Linked DNA regions of Arachis hypogaea: region 2 is linked to region 1. A link is a contact called in public Hi-C data. All regions are on one chromosome and are shown on one strand. The core of a region is the stretch at or near the end of the contact, and the rest is flanking DNA. Distances in the headings are between cores, read along the strand shown.

What was found. Hi-C and Micro-C count contacts between places; a contact is called where the count stands out from the background.
Region 2: a Hi-C map of an unstated tissue shows a contact between it and region 1, with 4 times the contacts expected there. The contact joins the promoter of LOC112777604 here to the promoter of LOC112779594 in region 1. A contact is called at or near these places in 3 of 8 Hi-C or Micro-C datasets (leaf and an unstated tissue).

What each region holds. Positions count from the first base shown.
Region 1 is chr19:20,115,115-20,120,330 of arahy.Tifrunner.gnm2.J5K5, reverse strand. It overlaps LOC112779594 (subtilisin-like protease SBT1.4), which reads left to right and starts at 3,479. Exons shown (of 2, transcript XM_025823910.3): 1 at 3,479-4,426; 2 at 4,539-5,216. The coding sequence starts at 3,774.
Region 2 is chr19:20,546,483-20,551,382 of arahy.Tifrunner.gnm2.J5K5, reverse strand. LOC112777604 (linoleate 13S-lipoxygenase 3-1, chloroplastic) reads right to left here and starts at 2,780. Exons shown (of 8, transcript XM_025821987.3): 1 at 1,766-2,780; 2 at 1,301-1,581. The coding sequence starts at 2,183.

The DNA of each region.
Region 1 (5,216 bases), core at 2,230-4,729:
TATTTCCAACTTATCCAACTTTAATAAATTTTATGAGAACATGAGTCAAAGTGAAAACAAAATTGAATACTTTATTTCTATAGAAATATCTATATTCGTAAATTTGTCTAAATCATACGAGCATCTAAATGCACATTCCCACTAAAACAATATACCATAAAATGATATGAAACCCATATGAATAGTATCCACAAGAAATACCTTGAGTGTTTGTTTCTTACTAATCAAATATGCATGCATTTGTTGAGTTTGTGCTATCTTTCTCACAAGACACTTAAACACTCTGAACTCTCTTGTTTAACAAAAGATTTAAAATATTAGATTACTAATATATTGTCACAAAATAACTCAAGTAATTTTTTAAATTTATTTTTTTAATTTGTGACAAGTATTTGTAGTCACCAAAATGAATATCTTTATAAGGTGTTTTATATTCAAATACTTTAGTAGAAAGAATAATAAGTGTCTTCTCAATACTGTTCCAAAGAACTCTTCTAATGAGCATATGAGTATACCTGCAATGGATCAAAATTGTTTTGACATTCAACAAAAAGTCTTTCAATATCAAATTATCTCTAACTTTAGTTTCTGACTTCATATGTGTGAACATGTAATGTTTTGCTATAACAAAATTTATTTGTATACTATTTAGTGATCTATTGTTAACTGATTCAAATATCTGCCAAAGATACCAATAAAGTATACAATAACTGTAAGTGTATTTATTATCCATTAGACTACTGTTGAAGCATAATAAACTTTATGCACTTTTGACCTTTATAACTTTCTTGAGGCACCTAATGAGACTGTACTTGTCTTTAGAGTTGAGTATATAACCTTATTTACAATTCTACATGCCGCTGACATACAAGAATAGTGAAAATATACGTACTCCTGCTAAACTGATATAATCCATCAATCACATTTATCTCAAAAGGCCATATGAAAGAATAATTTGATAAAATATAAGTTACTCATTACAGAAAGTCTTTACTTTTTTTTTAATTTCCAAAAAAAATATTTAAAAATAGACTAACATTGACGGATATAACTTTAAAGCTAAATAATATATTCACAAAAGTTACATATCTTACGAATAAAATTCATATAATGGTGGGTCCTTCACAAATACCTAGCACAATATTAATATTTAGTCTTTGAACAAAAACATTAATTTGTAAGTAGTATTTTAATACAGTAATTAAATATTGATAATAAATCTTGCCAAACAATAAGCCTATTTTTGGACAAACTTATTATTCATATGAAACCAAATAAGTATCACATATTTATTACTAAAAATAAGCATGTAATTTAGCCAATACAGAACTTCTTTTGGGACAATCTGTACTCACATAAACTAAGCAACATAAATTTATTTAGTGCGACTTACCAAATATTCTCTACAAAATTCTGTCAAACAATAAACCTATCTTTGGATCAACTCATTGTTCACATAAAAACTTGAGAATTATGTCTATTTCTTACCACATATATTTTTTATTAATTGGCCAAACACTAACCTTCCTTTGGGCTAATTAATTGTTGCACAACTAAATAGAAAATAAATATAAGGTTCAATGTTTATTATTTGGCCAAACAATAAGCTTCCTTTGAGTCGATTATTATTCGCATAAATAATTAGCATTGATTTATTCTTAACTAGCTACCCAAATATATAAATATTAGTGATATGTATATGTAATTCTTAACTAACTATTTTAAAAACCGTTTCAAAACCGTTGAATCGGTCAAGAACCGACCGGTCAGATTGAACCGAAACCTGGCTATTTTTTGTGAAACAACATAGTTTTGGGTTTGCTAGGAAACGAAGAGCCAAAACAGGGGCTGAGGAACACGCCCAACACCCTTCTCCATTTCTCCTTTGCACAAAATTCCCTCAAAACTCAAAAGAAACCTTAGCCGTCTAGCCTCCACCACCGCCACAGCAGTTACTCTCACTGCCACCATCCGTCGTGCTCAGGATCTTTCGTTGTCATCCGGTCATCGTGCTCCAACCCTTCTCCTCATTTACCAATTGCAGCTTCTTCCTCGAGCTTAGCGTGCTCCAACCCTTTATCCTACTCAGTCGTCCTTCGCCCGCCTCCGTCATCGTACTCGTCGCCTGGTTGCCATCTTCCGTCGTGCTCAACCGCTTTCCCTCATACTTTGCTCAGATCTCCTGATTGCCTGGTTCTTCATTTGTTTTGTTCAGAAACCACTTTGAATGATTATTGATTATTGATTAACTTTGCTCATTGTTGCTGTGGTCGTTGTTTGTTCTTTTTAATTTTTTGTTCAGAAACTAGTTTGAATGATTATTGATTAGCTCTGTTCATTGTCGTCTCTATGCTCGTTCTTTTGTGTTCACTGCTAGTGCTCGTTCTTCATTTTTTTTCAAAAACCACTTTAAATGATTATTTATTAACTTTGCTCATTGTTGCTATGCTCGTTCTTCTCTGTTCACTGCTAGTGCTCGTTCTTTGTTTTTTTTGTTGTTCAGAAGCCACTTTAAATAATTATTGATTAGCTCTGCTCACAGCTGCTATGTTCATCTTTTTCTAGTCACTGTTAGTACTCTGTTTTCTTCACTACTGTGCTTTTTGTAATGTGCTATTGGAAAACTTTGCAAAAACTACTATGGTGTATAGTTAGTTGGCAAAATTTGTTAATTTTTCATGAGATTTGCACAATGAAGATATTCCATGAGCTTTAATGAAATTTGTACAATGAAGCATGAGCTTTTACTGTTTATTATGATCAGTTTATCTTCATTAACTTTTGTGTTGACAACCTTATAAAATTTATTCATAAATTGTTACGGTGTTGATGAGTTTAATAATGTGATTGGGGTTGGCAATGGGTAAGGTAGGATAGGGTTTGGACCCTACCTTAATGCTACCCATGGGTTAAAAATTTCATTAAAATTCTACCTTACTTTATCCGAGGGGTTGAGAATCTGTCAACCCTAATCCTACCCGTACTCTATAGTTCTAAATTCTACCTTACCTGTAAAAATATTAAATTTTTCCAAGAAAATATAAAATTCAGTCATTCTAAATTTTATACATATTAATAAAATAAAAAATAAAAAATTAATACTCTAAATTACTAAATTAACTAACTAATTTAGTAATTACTCACTCATTGCAAGTCATTACATAAAAAAAATTGTAAGTTTAACTCTTACTTTTTTCAATATATACTTAATTTTTATAAAATATGTATTATATATGGAATGCATCCAACCCTAAATATGATATAATAAATGATAAATTATTAATAATTAATATGAACAAAAGTTATTAATATATTTTATGAATTATAAATTTAAATATAAATGACATTTTAAGGTTTAAATTAAACTATAAAATTTAACGAATTTATTTATATTTTATTTTATAAAATAATTATTTTAATTAAATTACAGTTAAACTAATTAGGCTAATAAATCAGTAAATCGATAATTAGAATGGTTGAATCATGAGTCTGATTTCAGAACTTGGTTTAAACCCATAGCATCCCCGTCTCCACACATGGGCCCCACACTACCATTTAATAACATATCCTCCTAATCACATGCTGCAAATATCTCTAAACTACCATACACCTTCCCCCATTTGTAGGTCAGATACATTCTTCATCTTTCTTCATCACACCAACAGCTGCCTACCCCTCACTGGCTAAGCTACTAAACCCAACGCCCAATCGACGCCACCTAATATTGCTCACTTCAGTTCCTCCCATTTCTCCGGGTACAAGAAAACACAATAATGGCTTTTACTCGTTCTTTCTCCTCTTGTTTCTCTTCTCTTCTCTTCCTCTTCTGTCTCCTAGCTTCTTTTTCATCCTCCACTTCTGACGCATCATCATCCGACGCTCCACACACCTACATCATCCACGTGTCAAAATCACAGAAGCCATCCCACTTCGCCTCTCCCCACCACTGGTACCACTCTATCCTCCGTTCCCTCCCTTCTTCCGTTGACCACACAACCCTCCTATACACCTACAACTACGCCCTCCATGGCTTCTCCGTTCGCCTAACCGCCGCGCAGGCCGCCGCCCTCCAGCGCAACCCAGCCATCCTCTCCGTCGTGCCGGACCAAATCCGCCACCCCCACACCACCCACACCCCTCGCTTCCTTGGCCTCGCCGAATCCTTCGGGATATGGCCAGATTCCGACTACGCTGACGACGTCATCATCGGAGTCCTCGACACGGGGATCTGGCCGGAGCTCCGAAGCTTCTCCGACGACGGCCTCTCCGCCGTCCCTTCCTCCTGGAAAGGCGTGTGCGAAACTGGTTCCGACTTTCCCGCTTCCTCATGCAACAAGAAGATCATAGGCGCCAGAGCCTTCTACAAAGGCTACGAGGCTTTCCGCGAGAAGCCCATCGATGAATCCACAGAATCCAAGTCTGCTAGGTGATAAAAATTAAATCAAAAGCTAACAATAACGTAACATAGTTACTATTTGAATTTTAATTACGACAAATCTATTCTTATGTTATATAATATATCCTTGCTCTGTTACTAGGGACACTGAAGGCCATGGAACGCACACTGCTTCAACCGCCGCTGGTTCCGTCGTTTCTAATGCGAGCTTGTTCCACTATGCACAGGGCGAAGCCAGAGGTATGGCTACAAAGGCTAGAATTGCAGCATACAAGATCTGCTGGTCAATGGGGTGTTTTGATTCTGATATTCTTGCTGCCATGGATCAAGCTGTTGCTGATGGAGTCCATGTAATTTCCCTCTCTGTTGGTGCAAACGGTTATGCGCCACCGTACTCTCATGATTCCATCGCCGTTGGTGCTTTCGGTGCAGCGCAGCACGGCGTTCTTGTTTCTTGTTCTGCCGGCAATTCCGGTCCCGGTCCGTTCACTGCCGTGAACATTGCTCCCTGGATTTTGACCGTTGGCGCTTCTACGGTTGACAGGGAGTTTCCTGCTGACGTGGTTCTTGGAGATGGGAGTGTTTTTGGAGGGGTTTCTTTGTACTACGGCCAAGAGTTGCCTGATTTTAAGCTTCCTTTGGTTTATGCCTCGGATTGTGGAAACAGGCTGTGCTACATTGGGTCTCTAGAACCTTCCAAGGTTCAAGGAAAAATAGTTGTTTGTGACAGGGGAGTGAATGCTAGAGTTGAGAAAGGTAGTGCGGTGAAGCTTGCTGGTGGGTTGGGAATGATATTAGCCAACACTGAAGAGAATGGTGA
Region 2 (4,900 bases), core at 1,531-4,030, 430 kb before region 1:
TTTTAGTATACAAATAATATTTTTAACGATTTAATAATTTTATCTAAATAAAATTTATTCTTAACGACTTTATTTTTTATGTAAAAAAATTTTATACACTAAATATTTTTAGAATACTTATTAAAATGTTAAATGTAAATCGTTTATATTAAAAAGTTATAAATTTCAAATTTTTAAATATTTTTATGCAAAAAAGAATTATAAAAATTAAAATATTTTTTAACATAGATAACGATATTGGTTAGAAAAATCCTTAAACATAATATTGTTTCAAGTGTAAATAATAATAATAATAATAATAATAATAATAATAATAATTTGGCCATACTTGAACCGGCAAAAAAGAATATTTAAAAATATAAAGCAATAAAGGATTTATTAATTAAGACTAATGTCAAATTTTCTCTTAATAAAATTTAAAATTTTTATTTTAATAACTACATAATAATTTTAATTTTATAAAACTTTTTTGAGTGTATAATCTAAATCCAATAATAAATATTCATACACCAAATGAAGAGATGATAAAAAAGGTCATGGCCTAATTGGCTATCTGTTCAGTATTCTTTCTTTGCCGTTTACTATTCAATATTCTTTCTAGACAGGACTGCTACAGGAAACAAAAATTAAAATAATAAAAATAATAAAAGTATATTAACTATTCAACTAAACTACTTGCTTATATAACTAATATTCAAAAATTCATTATTTCATAGAAAATTGTAAATCAAAATAGAATAATATCAGATAAAAATGTTCATTCTTTACTATTTTTCACTTTTTAATTTATATATAAAAGAAAAGTAGTGTAGGACGTAATTATAGAGTGTATGAGTGTTTTACGCAGCTGTAGTGTTAGGAACAAAAATCGGACCGTCGGATTTTTGGGTACAGGACCCTTCGATTTGTGTTTAAAAAATTAAAAAAATTTGGAGTACATCCGATTTGTGTATTCCAAATTTTTTTAATATTTTAAACACAAATCGAAAGCCTCCAACTTGTGTACTCTAAATTTTTTTAATTTTTTAAACATAAGTCGGATAGCTCAATTTGTGTATCTCCCATAATTTTCAAAAACACAACAGATTACAATATTAAGATATATTTCTCATCCCATTCCATATATAAATTTTTTAGTCGCTATTTTATTCTAAATATATTAAAAAGTATATTAAAAATGCTAATAATTTGAACCTTAATGGGAAGCATATGGAACTCCTTAATTAAAAATTTCTTGGCTGCATAGTAATTAAGGCATACTATTGTTGTCATAAATTTTGGAAAGTTGACGAGAGATTACCTTGTTGGAAAAGAATATCCTTTTTCCAGGATGATCTTTTCGTGCTTGTACCCATGAATTGCAAGGGAAATGAACAGGTCCAGTGGCAAACCCTTCAATTGTTATGCATTCCAAGAAGAACTCTTGTTGATGTTTATTCGACACAGTTATTGCTCCTGGCTCTCCGAAATTAGAGTCAACCATGTACTCCGCTGTGTAATTAACTCTCTCTGCTTTAACATTGATCTTCTTCGACCAATCTTTCAGCACTGCTTCGTTGCTTTTCTTCGCCGCCTTCGTTTCTGCAACACACCAAAATCAATAACAGACTCGTGTAGTTTGCAAAATATTTTCAAGAATGCAAAAACATTCCGGGAACTAGGGAATATTTCTCAAAAGATAAGAAAGAGTTGACTTTCTATTTTTGAGAAAAAAAATAAAAGAGGAAATACAGATTCTTAAAAGTTATAATTAACAAGGTCTTACTTGGATCAATCTCAGTGCTAATAAGTTCCAGAACAATATTCTGTCCAATATTGTCAGTAAGAGCATCAAAATGCTTCACAAGAGTCTCTTTAAAACCTTCTTTGATCTTGTTTCTCACAGTCACCACAGCTCTAACTCTGAATTTCACCGGTTTCTCAGAGGGTACCACAGAAACAGGAACAGGCACAGACGTAGTAGAAGAAGACGAAGTGGAAGATGAAGAAGAAGAAGAGGAGGAAGAGGAGGAAGAGGAAGGGTCCCTCAGCAAATCTTCACTTAAAGCTGCCACAGGAAACTTTACAGCTTTCCTCAACCTCACCAACACAGGGCTTACCAAGAATGGCGATTGATTCTGTTTTAAACTGTTACGTAGAAGGACTCTTGATGAAGAAGCCATGATTTCATTCGCAAAGGCCATGGCTTCAGTTGATGTTGTTGATTCTCTCTCTTTCTCTTTTAATTTCACTGTTCACTGTTTCTCTTCTCTCTCTGCTATGGAAAAGTGGGATCACTGTGGAAGATGTTAGTGGCCTGTTGGTTGGAATGGAATGAGCTGGCTCTTATTTCTTTTATATAGGGAAGAGCGAAGGAAATTTAAATTAAACAAAATATCAAATAACAAGAAAAAAAACAAAAGTGGCAAAAACATGAATCTCACTACACCGTCCATCTCACACGTTTTTAAATAATTGCCAGAAAAATTAGAAAAATTTGTGATTTGTATTTGTAAACCTACAGCTATGTGGTCTGTTTTATTGGCTCTGATTTGTCATTTGTTTCCGTGGAACACTAATGGGATCCTTTTTACTACTCTAATCGTCATCAATATTGGTACTCTTGACTTCAAAATTGAATGAATTGCGAGTCAAAAACATGTGCAGGTTTCCAAGTTAAAAACGCGGTGTTCAAGAACCTAACCCTAAAGTGGACTTGCAACTTTGTAAACACTTTGTGTACACGTTTCTTCTTAGTTTACTCGTGTCCTAATGAAATATATTGTGGATATTATAAATTTAGTATTTCAATGTCTAGTAAGAATTTATATTTTTTAGTTGATATTAGATTAATTTTACTAGGAGTTATGTTACGTGTACACCCAAATCAGTCACTAAAATGAGCTATTAATATAAAATACATATTAAAATATAAATACACATTGAAAATAAATTAAACCACATATATATATACATAAATACATTGTTAACTGATTTTAATAACTAATTTTAGTATACAAATAATATTTCTCCTTTAAAAACATACGTTATTTTCCTAAATGCGTTATTTTGCATGTATTATTTTCCTAAAAAATAAAAATTACAAATAGTTCATTTGAGTGCCGCTGCTCATAAAGTTATCGAAAACCAATTTGTTGGGAAAAAAAACCTTCCAATTTCCATGTTTCTGGATAATTCTCTTTTAGAAAAAAAAAAAAATAGAAGAGGTAACGAGAAATTTTAGTATTTCAAAGAATAATAATTAAATAAAAATTAATTTTAGCATATAAATTAATTTAAATTTGTTTTTAAAATTAAAATTGATTTTATTTTTGTGAACTCAATTAAATTGATGAACTACATTATAAATTAGTTTAAATTTAATTTGTTATGTGAAAAATAATTTGGTTTAATTTAGTATAGTTTGAATTCAATTCATGAAAAAATTAAACCATAAACACTTATCCAAAATTAAAGTGGCTAGATTAGATCTTCTTAATTTATTTTTATTTGAAGAGGTAAAATGTGATCTTTCATTATACATTTCATAGATGAGACAAAAAAATATTAAAATATATTAAAATATTAAAAATCACGCTTTACACTTTTAATTAAAAAAAAGTTGAATATTTAAGTCCATTATTTTTTTTCTACTTGAGAAGATAAAGTATGATTTTTTACTATACATTTTATAGGTAAAACAAAAAAAATATAAAAGAAAAAATATTATTCATACATCAAAATTAACTACTAAAATAAGTCATTAATATATTTGTGTATAAATATATATATAGTTTAATTTATTTTTAATATATTTATATTTTAATATATATTTTATATTAATAACTAATTTTAATAACTAATTTTAACAAACATATAACAAATTAAAAAATATTAAAAAATTAAAATTACACTTTACATCTTCAATTAGAAAAAATCGAAAAAATTTCATCCCTTTCCGTACTCATTTTGTATTTCATTTACCTTTTAAGTAGGAGGGTTTTTACGCAATTAAACTGAAAAAATAATTTTATAATTTTTTTTATATAGGTAAATCAGTAAATGACAACAAAAACTAAAAAATTAGAAAGAGTATTGATTTATCTATTTTAGAAAATATATAAATCTCATCAAACACTAGAAATTAGAAAGAGTATTAGAATCTCTTTATCTATTTATGTACTTAAATTGCTGAGTCGGTGCTCATTTTGTAAATCATAAATCGCATCAAGTCTTTGCGATTTGTTGAATGCCAAAATTAAAAATAAAAAATTTTAGATTAGAGATGCAGATAAAATATTAAAACTATTAGAAACGTGAAAAATAAAATGGGTACTCAATTTGGTTTTTAAATTTGTACGTAGTTTTGATTTAGTTTTTGAGATTTTAATTGTTTTTATCTAGTTTTTAAATTTTATAAATGTATCTTATATTAAGTTTTTATATGGACGGTCAAATATCACGTTAAAATTAGTAAAATGATGCAATTTTAGTTTTGGTATTTAAATAGTCTAGAAACAGCATCGTATCACTTGTTTTGTTAGGTAAAGTTTTAATAAACACCACTTGCGATATTGTTTTTAGATTATTTGAGTGTCAAAATTAAAATGGCATATCTTACAAACATTTGTACGTTAAAAATTGTTTCAAGACTAACATGAGTCATGTTCGTAAAATTTGATGACTAAATAAAGGTAATTGAAATTTTAGAAACTAAATTGAGGCTCGCATGCAAATTCAGAGACTAAATTGAGTATTATCTCAAAATAAAAGAGAAAAATTTATGTATGCTTGATATCAATACTAACTAAAAGGCTAACATTAACAATTTGGAGGTGGAGATATATCACTAATTTAAAATTTTTAAATAAAATTTTTCACAAAATTTAAATAAAAAAATATTATTTTCACAGACAAAAGA